2 separate regions of the Mus musculus genome follow, and region 2 is linked to region 1. A link is a contact called in public ChIA-PET data. All regions are on one chromosome and are shown on one strand. The core of a region is the stretch at or near the end of the contact, and the rest is flanking DNA. Distances in the headings are between cores, read along the strand shown. Region 1 overlaps Tbc1d1 (TBC1 domain family, member 1). Region 2 overlaps Wdr19 (WD repeat domain 19).

The links. ChIA-PET counts read pairs in DNA pulled down with a chosen protein or histone mark.
Region 2: a contact with region 1 is called in an RNA polymerase II ChIA-PET map of memory CD8 T cells, with 10 read pairs. The contact joins two enhancer-like sites. A contact is called at or near these places in 6 of 39 promoter capture datasets (embryonic stem cells, hippocampal neurons, liver and 2 more), 2 of 115 datasets of contacts at active chromatin or transcription factors (fibro-adipogenic progenitors and memory CD8 T cells) and 1 of 9 other capture datasets (embryonic stem cells).

What each region holds. Positions count from the first base shown.
Region 1 is chr5:64,295,597-64,298,991 of GRCm38.p6, forward strand. All of the region lies in intron 14 of Tbc1d1 (TBC1 domain family, member 1), which reads left to right. Among named protein-coding and RNA genes, the nearest start is that of Gm38634, 40 kb to the left of the region's middle. Within about 2 kb of position 1,670, at least 169 of the 459 cell types and tissues checked have an H3K27ac peak or open chromatin away from gene starts, as enhancers often do. A contact at or near this core is called in memory CD8 T cells, where this site is marked.
Region 2 is chr5:65,215,748-65,219,142 of GRCm38.p6, forward strand. It overlaps Wdr19 (WD repeat domain 19), which reads left to right. Exons shown (of 37, transcript NM_153391.2): 6 at 56-171. Among named protein-coding and RNA genes, the nearest start is that of Wdr19, 18 kb to the left of the region's middle. Within about 2 kb of position 1,779, at least 32 of the 459 cell types and tissues checked have an H3K27ac peak or open chromatin away from gene starts, as enhancers often do. A contact at or near this core is called in memory CD8 T cells, where this site is marked.

The DNA.
Region 1 (3,395 bases), core at 420-2,919:
ATCCTAAAAGCAGGTGAGGATGTTGAAAGTCATCTATTCAACTTCCTTATAGATGAAGAAGCTGAGGCTTGTGAGAACAGGACCTGTTGGTCACCAGGCCTTTTGGTGGTAGATTCTTCTCTCCAATTCTTGCCTCTTTTTGTGGCAGAGTGTCACCAAGCAGGTTGTCTTCCCTGAGCCTCTTCCTGTCTCACTCATTTCCAGTTCAATGACAGGAAGTTGTTCTCAGCTTCTTAGCCATCTCCTGTGCTGTGTAGCTGTGCCTAAGGGCACTCAGGAAACAATGGAGGACTATAAGCCCATCTTCCTCAGTGGCTATTGAATTCTAAGATCAGCAGGTGACTCCAGCCAGCTCACTGTGGGTACAGCTCAGTGTGGGTACTGGGGACCAAAACTGTGTCCTCTGCAAGAACAGTACATGCTCTTAGCACCAAGCCATTTCTACAGACACTGATGGTAAGCAAGGTGGAAAGATTCTTTTTGTACTTGATTAAATCTTGTCATCAATACCCTAAGGCTATAGATTGTAAAAAGTTCTTCTTGATAGCCTGGAATTTTTTTTTCATGTTTAAACAAAACAAGAAAATTCTTATAGTGCCTCACTTTATATATGAGAAGACCGAGACCCATAGCCCCAGTGCTCACAGCAGTCTTCATTTGTCCTTTAATAGCTCCAGTGCTCACAGCAGTCTTCATTTGTCCTTTACTTAGAAGAGTCTGGGATCAGTGTTCTTTGGGGACCATTTACAGAGTAGCCTGTCAGATGCTTGGAGATGGGCTAGCATGGTCTAGCATGGGCTAGCGGGGCTGCCCTGCTTGTCTCCTCTCAGCTCCGTGCCTGGTCCCTATCTCAGCTCCTTGTTGTGTCAGATGTGTTATGGTCACTGTGGAGCTGTGAGGGGGCAGCATTGCACAGCTCCTCAGAGCTCAGGCCTCCCACACAAGGCAGAAGTGGGAGTCTTCAGAAAAGAACGGGGAACTTTCCACACACATCCACACGGAGATGCTGAGCTCTGGACTGCTGTGATGTCAAAGTGATGGGACCTTTGGGAGGCCGCGGGCTTACAGAAGTCTTCCTCATGCCGGGCCTCTTCCTCTCATGCCCTCCTCCCCTTCCCAGCTGTGGTGCTCCAGAGGGGAATCTGTAGGCTCTTTCCACTGCCCCGTTCCAGCCTGCAAGCCTTTGTTTTCAAAGCAAAGCAAAACTCTAGGCCTGGTGTGAGAGGGCACTCCCATAGTCTCTGGAGGCTGAGGCAGGAGGAGCAGAGAGTTCAAGGGCAGATTGTACCACATTGCAAGACTTGTTTAAAAGGAAAAAAACTAAAAAGTAAGATTCCATGCTGGTTACTAAGACCCGCTGTGATAATAATTTGCTTCTGGCCATTTGAGAGAAAGTGGGTGACCTTGGAGGTACTTGGGTGACCTTGGAGGTACTTGTGTGACCTTGGAGGTACTTGGGTGACCTTGGAGGTACTTGGTGACCTTGGAGGTACTTGCGTGACCTTGGAGGTACTCGCAGATCAGAGTAGTGCCCTGGCATTGGTTTGTGTGTAAAACACACACTTACACCTCGAAGCGGCTGAGATGCTCAGCTTTGGTTGTGAGTTTCCTCTTGTAAAAGTGAAACCCTTAAAGCCATTAGCACCCTCCCCTGTCCCCAGCCCACACTAACCTTTGTTCTACTTTCTATTTCTATGAATGTGGCTACTTTACATGGTTCCTGTGAAAGGCAGCCTTTGTCTTCTTGTTTCAAGTTTATTTAAGTAGTTTCCTCTTGCTAGCTCATAGCAGGTTTTCCCTTTCAAGGTCAAATTATACCTGCAGTGTTTTGTGTGCCACGTGTGGTTTTGCTTACTTATATTGACTGGCCTTTTTTAGTACCCATTTCTTAGCAGTTGTGACTAACTGTGAACCTTGGTGCAAATGCCAGAAGTGAGGCGCCTGACCAAATGACCCTTGTATTTTTAATGTGCCACACTCTTTTCACAGCATTGGTGCTTTCCCGGTGCCCTAGGGTTCCACACACACACACACACACACACACACACACACACACATCTTCTCTTGCTATTTTCTGGTTAATTTGCTAGTGGTCAGTCTAGTGAGGTGATTACCCCATTGTGGCTCCTCTGTGACCTGTGTGGCTAACACTGGTTTTGCGATGTCCTCCATAGATATGCAGGTATAGCATAGAGTAATGACAGCGTCTACCTGATAGGAGGGATGTGGACCAGTCAGTGGAAGCTGTAATCACATAGGATGCAGACAGCCTCTTCTCTTTGGGGATTTAGAAAACAAAAGTAGGCACCTCCCCTACAAATGGCAGCCACATTGTTCAGCTTTGTTTTCTGACACAAACTCTTGCAGTGTAGGCCAGACCAGCCTTGACCTCAGAAGTCCTCCTGAGTGCTTGGATTATAGGCTTTACTGCCACACCTATGTTCAGCTCACACTTAACATCACAGAGGCTGTCATTTTTGCAGAAGAGTCATATTGTCAAAAAGACATCTTCTGGTCCCTTAGACTATGTGTGGCCATTTGCTTGGTTGCCTCAGTCTGCCAGCTGCCTCAACAGTTGCGGATACCTAAGGACGATGCTGTCTCTTAAGCTGATATGTCCAGGATGTTTGCCTGGTCAGGAAAGCCTTAGTGCTGTGTTTTCCATGGAGAGAGGCCACAATTTCACATTTAACAAGCTGAACATTATAGGAGTCGGGCAAGGACTGGGTCCACTAGTTTAAACTTCTGTTTCATAGCATCCCTCTATGCTTAAACTTCCTCATCCCCTCTTCCGAGCAAGCACAAAAGTGTTTCCCAACTCACAGGCTTCCTTTCATGGATTCCAGCCTTAGATCACACCCAGATAAGCATTGTGTAATAGGTGGGCGGGACTAGAATTTCAGCGACATATACCCACAAGGCAGGTGGGCGGGGGAGGAGGGCAGCAGAGGTCCTGGCTACAGCTGTGAGCCACTCAGGCCTGCGGTCCAGCAGCGACTTAGATAAAGGTCCCTGTGGAATTCCGGTTGTTCCCTAGCCATGGCTTTTCTGACTCTTCCCTTGCTCACACATTTCTTCCCTGTACTCCTCCTGGGACTTTCTCCCTGAGAGTCTTCTCACACCGCCTGCTTCCTTTCCTACGTTCTCCCGTGCCCCAGCACTTATGAATGTCTGCCCTGCATGGGCTGCCACGTGACTCTGCTCGTTCTTCCGTAGCTTCTGGATATAAAGCTTCATCTCTGCCACGTGACTCTGCTCGTTCTTCCGTAGCTTCTGGATATAAAGCTTCATCTCCGGAGCGGAGTGGAGTCCCCAGTGCACCCCAGCTTGCCCTTCACCATTGCCCTGCTTCAGAGCCTTGCCACAACACGCATATGCTCAGGGGCTTCAGACCC
Region 2 (3,395 bases), core at 529-3,028, 920 kb after region 1:
ATCTGTTTTGAGAAGTCCACATGTCAGCAAAAATTGCCTTTTTTTTTTTCTTCAGGAAAACATACTAAGAAAATCACATGTGGATGTTGGAATTCAGAGAATCTCCTTGCTTTGGGAGGTGAAGATAAAATGATTACAGTTAGTAACCAGGAAGGCGACACAATAAGACAGGTAACACGCCACCATCTCTCTATGTGAGATGTTCATTTTTCCTTGTGGTAAACAGTTTTATGTCAGATTAATGTATAAAAGTTTATTTAAGTCACTGTGGAATATGCTTATAATTCCATATTTTTAAAGATGCTGATTTATTTTACTTTTGGTGTATGAGTGTTTGCCTGCAGTTATGTGTGTATACCGTGTGCATGCTTGGTGACCACTGAAGTCAGAAGAGGGTGTCGTCAGGTTTCCTGGAATTGGAGTTACAGATGTTTACTAGCCATCTGTGGGCACTGGGAACTGACCCTGGGTCCTCTGCAAGAGCAACAAGTGCTTCTAACTACTACGCCAGCTCTCCAGCCCCCAGTTTTATGTTTTAAGGATCAGAAACCTTTGTCTGTTCCCATGCATCCATACACACACACAGCACCCAGATACAAGTGGGCACACAAACTTTCACACTTGCATACGCACACACACACTCACACACACACACACACACACAAATCCTTTTTTACTAGGATTTTTTTCTTTAAGATTAATAAGTTAGCTATTAAAGGAAATATATTTTCCCCTTTGATATCAAATGGATTATCAGCTCTGTGGTTTCAGACAGTATGTTTGTGAAGTTTTATGCATGCATGCTGATAAAATGGTAAGAACTAGAGAACTGTGGACTCCAAATCAGGCTTCCTGAGTCTAAAGCTTTAATGGATATACCTTTAATGGATATGTTAAATAGTTTCCAAAGGAATCCTGACTAAATCTCAATTAAGATGAATTCCTTCTTCTGTTGAAATTTCCCAAACTTGATTTGATCCTAAGAGGATCTCTTCTTCAGAGAATCTGCATTGTCAATGGCTACCTAGCATCACCACTGGGAAAATTATTCCATGAACCACTATCTATTCCTCAGTACCCTGGTGTACTGTCTTTACAGTCCATACCTCAGTGCCCTACTGTACTGTCTGAACTAGGCTGCACTGACTGAAATACTCTTGGAATATCTGCTTAGGCACAGCACACAGATAAACCTTCCTTGGTCTGTACTGTACAGACAGTTGGAAATGTGATGTATTTGTCAGCTGTTGTTGTATAACAAAATATCTCAAAATGTAGGAGCTTGAAACATCAGTGTTTCATTGTTGTTGACAAGGAATCCAGATGCAGCTTCTTGGAGTGCCTCTGCCTCAGAATCTCCCACAAGGCCGTTTCTAAGCTCACTCACGTAGTGGTTGGTAGAGTTCAGCTCCTTGCAGATTTCTGTTCCTATACAGACTCACTCTATCCACTGTAAGTCCTGATTCCCTACCATGTGGATCTCTCCCATGGAGTGTGCTGGAGTTGAATGTGGTTTATCACCCAAGGTTTCGTTGTCTGAAGTTTGGTCTCTCGTCTACATACTGTGGGGACGTAGGGGAACCTTGGAGGAGTTGGAGCCTAGTAGGAGGTGATGGAGTGTGGACAGGAAGGAATTCATGTAGCTCTCTTGGGACTCTTATTTACAATTAAGCAAAGGTTGTTATGAAAGGTTCTTCACCTTCACGGGACTTTCCTATTCACACACACTCCTGCCGTGATACTAGGTAGTCTTCTAAAAGACACATGGCCTTTCATGATGAGTTACCAAATTTTGTGGTCCAGCTTTTATGCTTTATAGCTTTGGGAGGTGGTAACAACCAGTACACTTTAGACTGTGAATCTTTAAAAGACAGAAGACAACCTGAATAAGGCAGAGTGTGGGCAAATGTTATCACAGAGGTTGGGAGTGTGGCTCAGTTCACGAGGCTCTGTGCTCAGTCCTTAGGACCAGTAAATAAGTAAGTAAATAGTAACAGAATTATAAGTTTCGAATTATAGGGACTGTAAGAACATGACAGTTGTCGTGTTGTGGTTTCCTGTCTTTCTCATGTAGCAGTAAGGAAGTGGGTGGGTTACCCAGAATGCCATCTCCCTTCCATCTTAGCTTCTGGCCTTTTCCAGGACGCATCCTTACCTGCCAGCTGAAAGCTCCTGCCTCAGGGTTCTGTCTGCATTTCAGCCCCGGGAAAGGGAGAGAGGGAGGCAAAACATTAGAAATTAGTGGAGAAGCTGAGCCAAAAGCAGCCTTGTTGGTTTCCTTTCCTGTCATAGCCCAGCCATATGGTCACACCCACACGTGTGCTTGTGCACGCGTGCACATATGGTGGACATGAGTACACATGTGTGCTACAGCATGTGAATGGAGATCAGAGAACAATTTTGTGGGGTCAGTTCTCTCCTTCTGCCTTTATATGGAATCTGGGACTTAAGCTCAGGTCATTGGGTACATATGCTAAACACTTTTTGTCCACCCAGCCAAGTCACTGCCTCAAACTAGTATACTTTCTAAGATTCTTCTGGCCTTCTCAACGCTGTTTGCTCCGACATGAGCTCTAGTCACCTTGCAGTTTTGATCATTCTATTCTGCTGCCCTTTAGAAACAGAACATTAGATGCACTGTTTACTGCTGCCCCGCCCCCAATTCAGGTGCCCACACTGGACATCCCTGGTGTGTTCTTGCAGTTTTTGGTCCCCTGAGTCATGAATGACCTTGGGATACTTTTTTCTACAGAGCATCACAGGAGATCATTACGTCTTGCCAGTATTTGCATACAAGATAACTGTTTGCACTTTCTAACCTTAAGAAGTCTCCTTCTCAAAGTAGGCATACCACAGAAAGTGTCACTTGTAGGCAAAGCATACCGCGCACGTCTTGTCTCTTTTGCTGTGTGTCTGCTGTGGTTCAGAAAGTCATCCCTCTGTCATTTCTGTTCGCCCTGCTCAGCATCTATCTTGCTTCTGGAGGCTAGAGACTGTTCCGGTGGCTCTGTCTTGTCTTGGTTGTGCAGCTTTAGGGGTTGAACCTAGAGCTGTGTGCTGTGCCAGCGCCCTAACCCTGAGCTGCACCCCAGGCCATTATCCTTTGCATTTGAGACAAGGCCTCCCTTTGTAGCTCAGGCTGCCCTGGAACTCATTACAGAACCCAGGCTGGTTTTAAACACATGGCCATCCCTCTGCCTCGACCTCCTGGAAGTCTTAAATTGTGAAAATTCTATATTTTGCTTTTAGAAAATACTTGGTAGTTCTTTTAAAACTCTGCTTGAAATATCTGGAAAGGCAATCTACACATGTATAAAATAATTAACACACGGTAATGATGAAACAGTATTACAGAATATGAGAGCCACACTGAGACATCATTGCTCATCTGTCAC